Regions from separate parts of the Ovis aries genome. Here region 2 is linked to region 1. Evidence: chromatin contacts called from public Hi-C data. All regions are on one chromosome and are shown on one strand. Each heading gives the region's core, a stretch centred on a gene start, on an enhancer-like site or on the middle of the called end of the contact. The rest is flanking DNA. Distances are from core to core; before and after follow the strand shown.

What was found. A called contact is a pair of places that touch in the nucleus more often than the background predicts.
Region 2: a contact with region 1 is called in a Hi-C map of hypothalamus, with 9 times the contacts expected there. The contact joins two enhancer-like sites. A contact is called at or near these places in 9 of 16 Hi-C or Micro-C datasets (blood, hypothalamus, liver and 5 more).

The regions. Positions count from the first base shown.
Region 1 is chr8:82,100,055-82,104,952 of ARS-UI_Ramb_v3.0, reverse strand. No RefSeq gene overlaps it. Among named protein-coding and RNA genes, the nearest start is that of SNX9, 67 kb to the left of the region's middle. Within about 2 kb of position 1,877, at least 11 of the 54 cell types and tissues checked have an H3K27ac peak or open chromatin away from gene starts, as enhancers often do. A contact at or near this core is called in hypothalamus, where this site is marked.
Region 2 is chr8:82,210,368-82,215,265 of ARS-UI_Ramb_v3.0, reverse strand. It overlaps SNX9 (sorting nexin 9), which reads right to left. Exons shown (of 22, transcript XR_009601538.1): 3 at 3,489-3,563; 4 at 2,085-2,210. Among named protein-coding and RNA genes, the nearest start is that of SNX9, 44 kb to the right of the region's middle. Within about 2 kb of position 2,940, at least 12 of the 54 cell types and tissues checked have an H3K27ac peak or open chromatin away from gene starts, as enhancers often do. A contact at or near this core is called in hypothalamus, where this site is marked.

The DNA.
Region 1 (4,898 bases), core at 628-3,127:
CTCTACAATGCTGGTCTGACAATATTTCTGAAACCACATTTATGATACAGCCACATTCTGAAACCACATTTATGATACAGCCATCGATTGCCCAGTATAACATCCTCCCCGACTCCCTCTTAGTCTGCAGAATGAAACATTGCTCCTTGGCTTCATGGAAAGACCTTCTATGTGATCCGGGCCCTGTCCGCCTCTTGGTCTGCTTGTCCTCATTCCCCTTGGGACTACTCTCAGGCGATTCCTTCTGTCTAGAATCCCTTTGCTGGCCCGCACTACCCCATCCCCATTCCCTTCTTTGCCTGTCTGCTCCTCCCACTCATCCTTCAAAACTTGTCCTGCTGCGGAGGCTTCCCTGGTGGTCCAGGGGTTAAGACCTCGCCTTCCAATGGAGGGGTTGCAGGTCTGATCCTCTGGTTGGGGAACTAACACCCCACACGCTTCAGGGCCGAAAATCCAAACATAAACTACAAGCAACGTTGTAACAAATTCAATGAAGGCTTTTAAAATGGTCCACGTGAAAACATCTTTAAAACAAACCAAAAAATCTCGTGCTGATGCAAGTTTGCCACTGTGGCTGTGCCATAGGGCTGTCCCTGTCATGAACTCCTGGAGGTGGCTGCTGGCCCTCTCAGGCTGCCCTTAGGTGACTTGTCTCTCTGTCCAAGCGGTGTCATGCTATACAGCACTCATCTGCTTATCAGTCTCCGTGCAAGGTGGCGCAGTTGGTAGAGAATCCGCCTGCCAAAGCAGGAGACTCAAGAAACATGGGTTCAATCCCTGGGTCAGGAAGATCCCCTGGAATAGGAAACGGCAACCCACTCCAGTATTCTGGCCTGGAGAATCCCATGGACGGAGGAGCCTGGTTGGCTATAGTCCATGGGGTCACAAAGAGTTGGACACGACTGACAAGTAGGCGTTAATCATGCTTCTTTGGAAAACGAGCTTGTAAAGGAGGAGACTGTGTCTTTTATCCCTGACCACAAGGAGTGTGCAGGGCCCCAGAAAGCAGTCAATAAACTCTTGTTGAATGAATGATTGTGTCAGTGGTGGCCAGCTGAGGGGGGCCAAGGGCACCGGACCCCAAGTGAACCCTGGGGCTCCATGTAGAGTCGTGGGGCAACCACGCTGCACAAAGTCGCTACTTTAGACCATGAGTGCGTGACTTAGAGAGTGAAGTGGTGGCCAAGCTCTCCACACATAGGTCATAAGTGGTAACTATGGTAACGACTGAATATTTTTAGGCACTTAAAGTAGTTTCCATGTTGTGCTTCACAGATTACTTTTCTGGACTCCCTTCGTTAACATGATCATTACTATCTTAATCTTCCTGATTGTCACTAGGAAGGGGCGTAATTCTGATGGTATAGGTATTTGGGGGGCTTCCCAGGTGGCTCAGTGATAAAGAATCTGCCTGCCAACGCAGGAGATGCAGTTTCAATCCCTGCGTCAGGAAGATCTCCTGGAGGAGGAAAGGGCAAGCCACTCCAGTGTTCTTGCCTGAAAAATCCCATGGACAGAGGAGCCTGGCAGGCTACAGTTCACACGGTCACAAAGAGTCGGACCCGACTAAGCACAGATGGTATTACAGGTATTTCTAACTGCTGGCTCTTAGGATGTGGATGGGATGGCGGTGTGGATATGTGTGTGTGTGTAGGGGTGATTGGGTATAAAAGATCGAAGATTGTGGATCTTGTGTGGGGTAATGTGGCACACTTGCACACTCACCCTCCCCCCACCCCCGGCACACACAATAGCTAAAATCTGAGGGAAATCCTGTCAAACCACCTGAATGATTTGATTGTTCCCAAGCTTTAGGGCTAGGAGCCTGGCCTCATTTGCATATTGGCTCCAGTTCTCTGTTGCTGAGATGCTCAGCTTCGTTGCCACTGCCCTCTGCTGTCTGCAGCCAGACCTTCTCAATTCATTTGACTCTATTGCCAGGAGGAATCAGGTCCAAGTTTCCATAAATATTTCCTCACTGGCTGGAGTATCTCCTACCTGTGCGCTGTTAGAACCTGCGGGGATTGCATCCTGTCTTTAAGGAACGATGTCCATGTTCAGAGAGCTAGAAACTGATAACGTGGGAAAAGCATAACTCAGGACTGAAAACTGAAAGAACCTACCATACAATTAAGTTATTGTACCAAGTCAGAGATTGCATGAACCACACAAGGAATCATATTTATGTACAACTTTATAGTTAACAGAAAGAGTGAAAGAAAACAAAGTGAAAATGAGTCTCTCAGTCATGTCTGATTCTTTGAGACCCCATGGACTATACAGTCCACGGAATTCTCCAGGTCGGAATACTGGAGTGGGTAGCTGCTCCCTTCTCCAGGGGATCTTCTCGATCCAGGGATTGAACCCAGGTCTCCCACGTTGCAGGCAGATTCTTTACCAGCTGAGCCACAAGACCTGCAGCATACATTTTCTCATTTAAACCTGTCAACCGATACTAATAAGGATGATATTGATAAAATATCATAGACTGACATGTGGGCATCAGATATGGCTATTGACCACTGTCTTGTCAGTCAGCTGATGTTATGTCTCATCCCAAAGGTCACACATGAAACAAAGTCTAGCTTCAGAGGGGAAAAAAAAAAATCCCATGAGTATAACTCACCAGCGTTATCTCTCAGTAGCACCTGATCTTTCTATCCCAGCTCTACCAATAAACTCTGAGAAGATCAAAGCGTGGGATAGACAGATGCAATTACTGGAAAGGTTTCCTGGGGGTGGTGTTCAATTTCTGCTTTGCAACCAAGATTCTAGAAGTTATGAAAAGGGCTTTTTCAGGATGAAAAGCATTTAGCTTTGTTTTTCCCTAGGAATGAAAAATTAAGATCATCCTGAAGTTTTTGTTTTTTTTTTTAAGATGTGGCACAAACTTTTTCAAGCAAGTACTTTTGAATTCCTCACATTCAAGCTTAAATCACAGTGACATTCGTCATATTATTATCTATTTAAGTGAGTTAAATTGAATAATGGGAAAGGGTCCGTTCTTCCTTTAATCTTGGATGAAAAAGGGCAAACTCCAAAATTATGCCTGTCTATTTGTAGTCTCCAGTGCTCCACACATTCAGAGAGAAAGTTCTACAAACTCTGAGCTGGTGTTTTTCTTTCCCAAATGCACTCTCTTCCCCACCAGGAATGACTAACATTCAGGAATATGGTGCCAAGGAAGGCCCCTAGGAAAGAGAGAAAATAGAATGTTTCCTTGGATATTGTGAAATAGTTTTTTCCCTGGAGCCCCCAGTTTCCCTTACATCTCAGTGGTTAGGGCTGGGTCATATGTCTATCTCGTGTCTATTGCTAAACTACCCAGTAGTAGCCTGGGGAAATGGGTTACCATGAGCAGTTTGGACAATTCTTTTGGGGTAGAATCGATATTGGGGAGTTAACCACAATTTTGGATACTGTGTATGGAAACAGTGGTAGCCAGATCAGATGTTTTTTGTTTTTAGGCAGATCAAAGGGCTTGAAGGTCTTTGGGGATTAAGTGAAAGCCAAAAAAGAGAGACGTGATTACATTTGTACTCCAAATTTGAAGAGCAGGGCACATCTGTTATGTACTTGTGGACAATTCATGGTCTCATGGCTAAAATCTTCAATGCCAGGACTCTAAAAAAAAAATTTTTTTTTTATTTAGGCTGTGCCATGTCTTAATTGGGGGTTTCCCTGGTGACTCAAATGGTAAAAGAGTCCGCCTGCCATGTAGGAGACCCAGGTTCAATCCCTGGGTCAAAAATCCCCTGGAGAAGGGGAAAGATCCTCTTTGGGTTTCTGAGTGGCCCCTGGGGTTAATAATGACATTGTCTGAATAACTTCTTTAACTCAGATTTCAATTTACTTTTAGCCAAAATAAAAGTCCTCTGATGTGGGACCAGAAGCACCTTAGACGTAAAACGAAACTTTTGACCTTACTTTCCAAGGGGCAGCCACCGAATGCAGGACAATTGGAGTTTGTTTTCTCCAGGATCCATTTGCCTCATGAGACCAGCAGGGTCCCTGTGGTTCAGAAGAATCAGACCTAGGACAGCATTTCCTTTCCCTGAGAGTTTTCCCCTTTCTGGAGATGCCTTAGCTTCCTGAAATAGTTTCCCGGAAGTTGTAACTAAAGAACAGTCAGACCAGTGGAGGGCCAAAGTGAGGCTTGTCAGGAGTCTAGTTGGGAGATGGGGAAGAGATCCCCTGGGTCTTGCCTCTGGATCCTTTCAGTTCTGCTGGTCTTGGGTTTCAGTCTATCAAGGGATGAGCCTTTAAACCAGGTCTCTAGCAGTATGTCTATCTTCTCAGCTATGTCTCTGTTTGTCCCCTTGCACTCTTGTTCTGACTACAGCATTTGAAGTTTTGAGGTTCTGATGGCAGAGTTCTCATTTCGAAATTTTGCTACAGAAATTCAAAGGCATAGAGCAGAGTTACAACGTGCTAATGTCTAGGTATTTGCATGCCCATTTCACACAATGTGATGTATATATAGGCCTTGTTTCAAGAAAGCATTCCAGAAAAACATCTACTTCTGCTTCATTGATTACGCTAAAGCCTTTGACTGTGTGGAGCACAACAAACTGTGGAAAATTCTTAAAAGAGAGGGGAATACCAGACCACCTTACCTGCCTCCTTTGAAACCTATATGCAGGTCAAGAAGCAACAGTTAGAACTGGACATGGAATAACAGACTGGGAAAGAAGTACATCAAGGCTGTATATTGTCATCCTTCTTATTTATCTTATATGCAGAGTACATCATGTGAAATGGCAGGCTGGATGAAGCACAAACTGGAATCAAGATTGCTGGGAGAAATATCAATAACCTCAGATATGCAGATGACACCATCCTTATGGCAGAAAGCAAAAAAGAACTAAAAAGCCTCTTGATGAACGTGAAAGAGGAGA
Region 2 (4,898 bases), core at 1,691-4,190, 110 kb before region 1:
CATCATTAAGTTGATTATATTTTCTTTCAACCAACCTGGAAGAAAAAAATTATACTTACGCTGACCAGTTTATATTACATTTACGTAGTGAGAAATCTTCTTCATAATATAACAAAGTTTGAGACTGATTTTAAATTTGTGTTTATAAGTTAAACTGCTTCAGCCGACCCTGAGCTAATGGTTGAAATAGGTCCCTGAATTAAAATATGATAAACAGCTCTATGTTTTGTTTCCTTCACTTATTTTATGATGATCTCAATATAATTCCCCGTTATTGAAATGCTGTCCTTTACTTACTAATGCGGTTTCACCGGTGTTTTTGTATAATCAGTGAATCTCAGCTGGGCTGACTTTGCCCATCTGGCAACATTTGGAGACAGTTTTGGTGACTGCTGTGAAGGTGGTGCGGCAGGCCAGAGACGCTGCTGGTTATCACAACGAGGAAGCGTCAGGCCCCAAACGTTAACGGCACCCAGGCTAAGAATCCCTGGTAAAATGTCAAGTAACGTTTAACTGGGCTTCCCTGGTGTCTCAGTGATAAAGAACCCGCCTGCCAATGTAGGAGACGCAGGAGATGTGAATTCGATCCCTGGGTTGGGACGATCCCCTGGAGGAGGAAATGGCAACCCACTCCAGTACTCTAGCCTGGAGATTCCATGGACAGAGAAGCCTGCAGTCTATGGGGTCACAAAAGGGTCGGATACAATTTAGCGACTAAACAACAAGATTTAACTACTATTTCTTCACATTTTATCTTGAGTAAACTTTAACTCGCCAACATTCTCAGGTATTATATATTAACAAAATATAAGAGAATGCTCAACTATGGTGATAACTTCACCTCCAAATTTTAAATATCTGAGCCAGACTAATTTGTAATTCAGGATGTCCACAAAAGCTATTTTAAAATGTATAAAATCTGCAATTAACATTTAGTAACAGTACTTTGAAAAACTCTCTTAAAAGGTTAAGATATAAATATCCTATAAGCAGATAACTGTGAGATGATTATTAGCCTTTACATTATTTAAAGCCTTTTATGTAGTTAAAAATATCAAGAGATATCTCCTAAAGCCCATTCATTTCTAAAGAGGTAGGAAGTAGTAACATTTTCAGATCCGTCTTCTCAATTTTCTTGTTGACGCTGGCTCTGGATAATCATTTAGCAATAACTGAACCAGGCCAAAGTACTGGAGCTTCGGCTTCAGTATCAGCCCTTTGAAAAAATATTCAGGGTTGATTTCCTTTAGGATTGACTGGTTTGATCTCCTTGCTGTCCAAGCTCCAATACTTTGGCTACTTGATGTGAAGAACTGATTCATTAGAAAAGGCCTTGATACTGGGAAAGATTGAAGGCAGGAGGAGAAGGGGACGACAGAGGATGAGATGGTTGGATGACAGTACCAACTCAATGGACACGAGTTTGAGTAAGCTCCAGGAGTTGGTGATGGACAGGGAAGCCTGGCGTGCTGCAGTCCATGGGATCACAAAGAGTCATTCAGACATGACTGAGTGACTGAACTGAACTGAGTCAGGTAGTCACCTAAATTGGTCAAATTCATTAAAATTAATATTAAAGTTTCAGTACATTTTTCTCAAATTATCCCGCTTTTCCAAGTTTTCTAGAAGCAGTACAGTAACAGTACCAACTACTGGCTCTGCAGCTGCCTTCCCGTGCGCTGCACCTGCAAGAGGGGGGGCTCACGCCGGACGCGCAAGTCACGGGCCACGGCCACAGAGTCGTGTCCTGTTCCAGCCAGAGTTCTGACACTGACCCCAGAGGACCCTTTTCCTTCCTCGCCCTCGCTTGCAAGGATATTCCCAGTTTATCGGGTCTGTGTTCAACATGCCAGACTTTTACTAGCAACTCTCAATGAACACCCTGCCTTCTCACTAATAATCAGTGCTATAAAAATAGTCTGCAGCAGGCTTAAGAGGCAAGGTCTTTGTTAGAACCCAGCAAAAGAACGCCACACACACACCTAACAGCTATTTTGTCCGTGCTCTCAGGGAATGGCAAGGGCCCGGCACGTCACCAGCTCTCGCACGCGTGCTTTGCTCTGTCGAGCCAGAGTACGGCTTACCTGGTTGCTGCTCTTGGTGGCCGATGCATCGGCGTGGGCTGCACTTGCTGACAGGGAGTCGAGGAAGGCTTGGTCAGCCACTGAATTTCCACACGCAAACTGATCTTTTCCATCACTCGGCAAAATCTGAACATAAGGAAGGACCACAGTTACTTACTTTCATAGACTATAGAGTTATTTCTGAGGTAGAACCCCTGATGGCAAGTAAGAACTATCAAAAGGTTTCTATTCTTAAAAGGTATGAGCTCAAGAACAACTGCCCTAACGATTCCTTTCTGCAAGTGTGCGGAATTCTTTAGAAAAACACAACTAATACCAGGATCAGCTTATCACATTTTTCTCATTCTTGTCAGTTTTTAGGATCCTAAATGCACAGTGTACAGAGGTCGAACATAACATGAGATGCGTGGGTTCGGGATCTGTGAATCCTCTGATAGGGTCTGGAAAGGTGGGGTGCCTGCCCGTGCACATGTCGGGCTGGCCAAAGAGTTCATTCAGGTTTTTCCAGAAAAGATGTTCTAGAAAAACCCAAACAAACTTTCTGGCCAACCCAACATTTCAGCAATATCATCAGTATTCTCCAGAGCGCTCAAAATTCCCCACTGAACTCAGTCAGGAAAACAGCCAGCCTTCCCATTTTGCAGGCAGCGCCCAGCACACACCCTCCCAGGGCACGTGCTCTCTCTACTGGACGGAAACCCAAGGCAACTCTGCTCCTGAGCTACACTCCAGTTTTATTCACAGGCTACCAGGCAGCCTCAGTTTCTTGCTGTCACCCGGGATGAGAGAAGCAGGCTCACCATGGACCCAGGGCTCCGTTCTGCGTGACCTACGGACAGCCAGCAGGGGGCGCCGCGAGGCTGACTCAGAGAGCCTTGGTCAGCTGGGTGGGGTGTGTCCCCACAGCATCCTCAGCATTTATCACAACAGAGCTTACACCCCGCAACAGCTCACTCCAGACCCTGGGCCTTGGAGAATGGGAGAAGGAACTGACGGAGAGGCCCTAGATTAGCACAGGGAGGAGACAGTGACCTTAGAGTCTGCTGCCTAAACTCTGTGAGTCCACTCTACAGTACACAGTATGGTAGGCAGCAGCTACGACAGTGTCAGCAACGGAAAACAGAGACTTTTATTCTGAACAACTAAAAGTTGCTATCCTTGGAAGGAACTTCAGCTAAGCATTTGGAGTCACTCTTTGGCGTGTAAGTCTGTAGGTAATATTTCTTCTTGGTTCTACTTCAGTGAATTTTCTACATTTTATATAATCAGCAAGTATTATTTTTACAATGGAATTTTTTCATTAAACATAAAGTTATCTTTCATTCTTGTTATTTAAGTTGATAATTCGTAAAAACGCATATGACAAAGACCAGGTTTAATTAATAAACAAGAATAAATTCTTACCTCAACATAGTCTGTTGGAACAAGCCCTCTTTCTCCTTTGCTGTTTCTTCCTTCCAGCCATCCTCCACCAACATCCTCAAAAAGGTTAAAAAGAAAAAAAAGAGTATAGTTGGAATTTCCTGCAGAAACTTGGCTCTGGGAATTGTTATCCATAAAAAAGGTTATTAACATTAACCCATTAACCTTTTCATTCCCATGGGGCTAACGCTGTTAAAAATGTCAAATTCTTAAGCTTTCTCTTTATGCCAGAAAAGGATATAATTTAAAAATGAGAAAAATCAAACTTCAACAATAATTGATCAGAGAGAGAGAAACAGAATGCCAAGATTTTGTAATTTCCTTCTGTTGACTGGTCTGTGGTAGACTACACAAATGGTTTGCAGCTCCGACTGTCAAGGGACAGAATGCACCCTCATTTCCAGAACCTGCGCTATCCTTTGTGACCTCTTCAGCCAACAGACTGAGGTGGAGATAACACAGGGTGAATACAGAGCTGGCCTCGAGAGGCTCTGCACACTTCAGCTCACTGGTTTTTTTCCCCCAAAAGAGCTGGATATTTGGGTTGCCAGATGATGACAGAGACAAGGCTCCGTCTCCCTGTTGGCCGACCCAAAGCCAGCCGACCCCCAGCAGGAGAAATGCCAGACAGAGGAGGTCATGATGGCCTGCTCTGCCCTCGTGCCCTGCTGGGCGATGCAGGCCCATGGGTGACCCCAGGTCAGGAGAACCACCTGGCTGGCTTGTGGATCCCCAAGCAACAACAACTGACTATTTGTTTAAGCCACTAAGCTTTGGGACTGCCTGTTATTTAGGAAAACTAACTGACACAATGGGGCCCACTGGAGAAGGGAGTGGCAAGCCACTTCAGTTTTCTTGCCTTGAGAACCCCATGAACAGTATGAAAAGGCAAAATGATAGGATACTGAAAGAGGAACTCCCCAGGTGAGTAGGTGCCCAATATGCTACTGGAGATCAGTGGAGAAATAACTCCAGAAAGAATGAAGGGATGGAGCCAAAGAAAAAACAACACCCAGTTGTGGATGTGACTGGTGATAGAAGCAAGGTCCGATGCTGTAAAGAGCAATATTGCATAGGAACCTGGAATGGCAGGTCCATGCATCAAGGCAAATTGGAAGTGGTCAAACAGGAGATGGCAAGAGTGAACGTTCACATTCTAGGAATCAGCGAACTAAAATGGACTGGAATGGGTGAATTTAACTCAGATGACCATTATATCTACTACTGAGGGCAGGAATCCCTCAGAAGAAATGGAGTAGCCATCATGGTCAACAAAAGAGTCCGAAATGCAGTACTGGGATGCAATCTCAAAAACGACAGAATGATCTCTGTTCGTTTCCAAGGCAAACCATTCAGTATCACAGTAATCCAAGTCTATGCCCCAACCAGCAA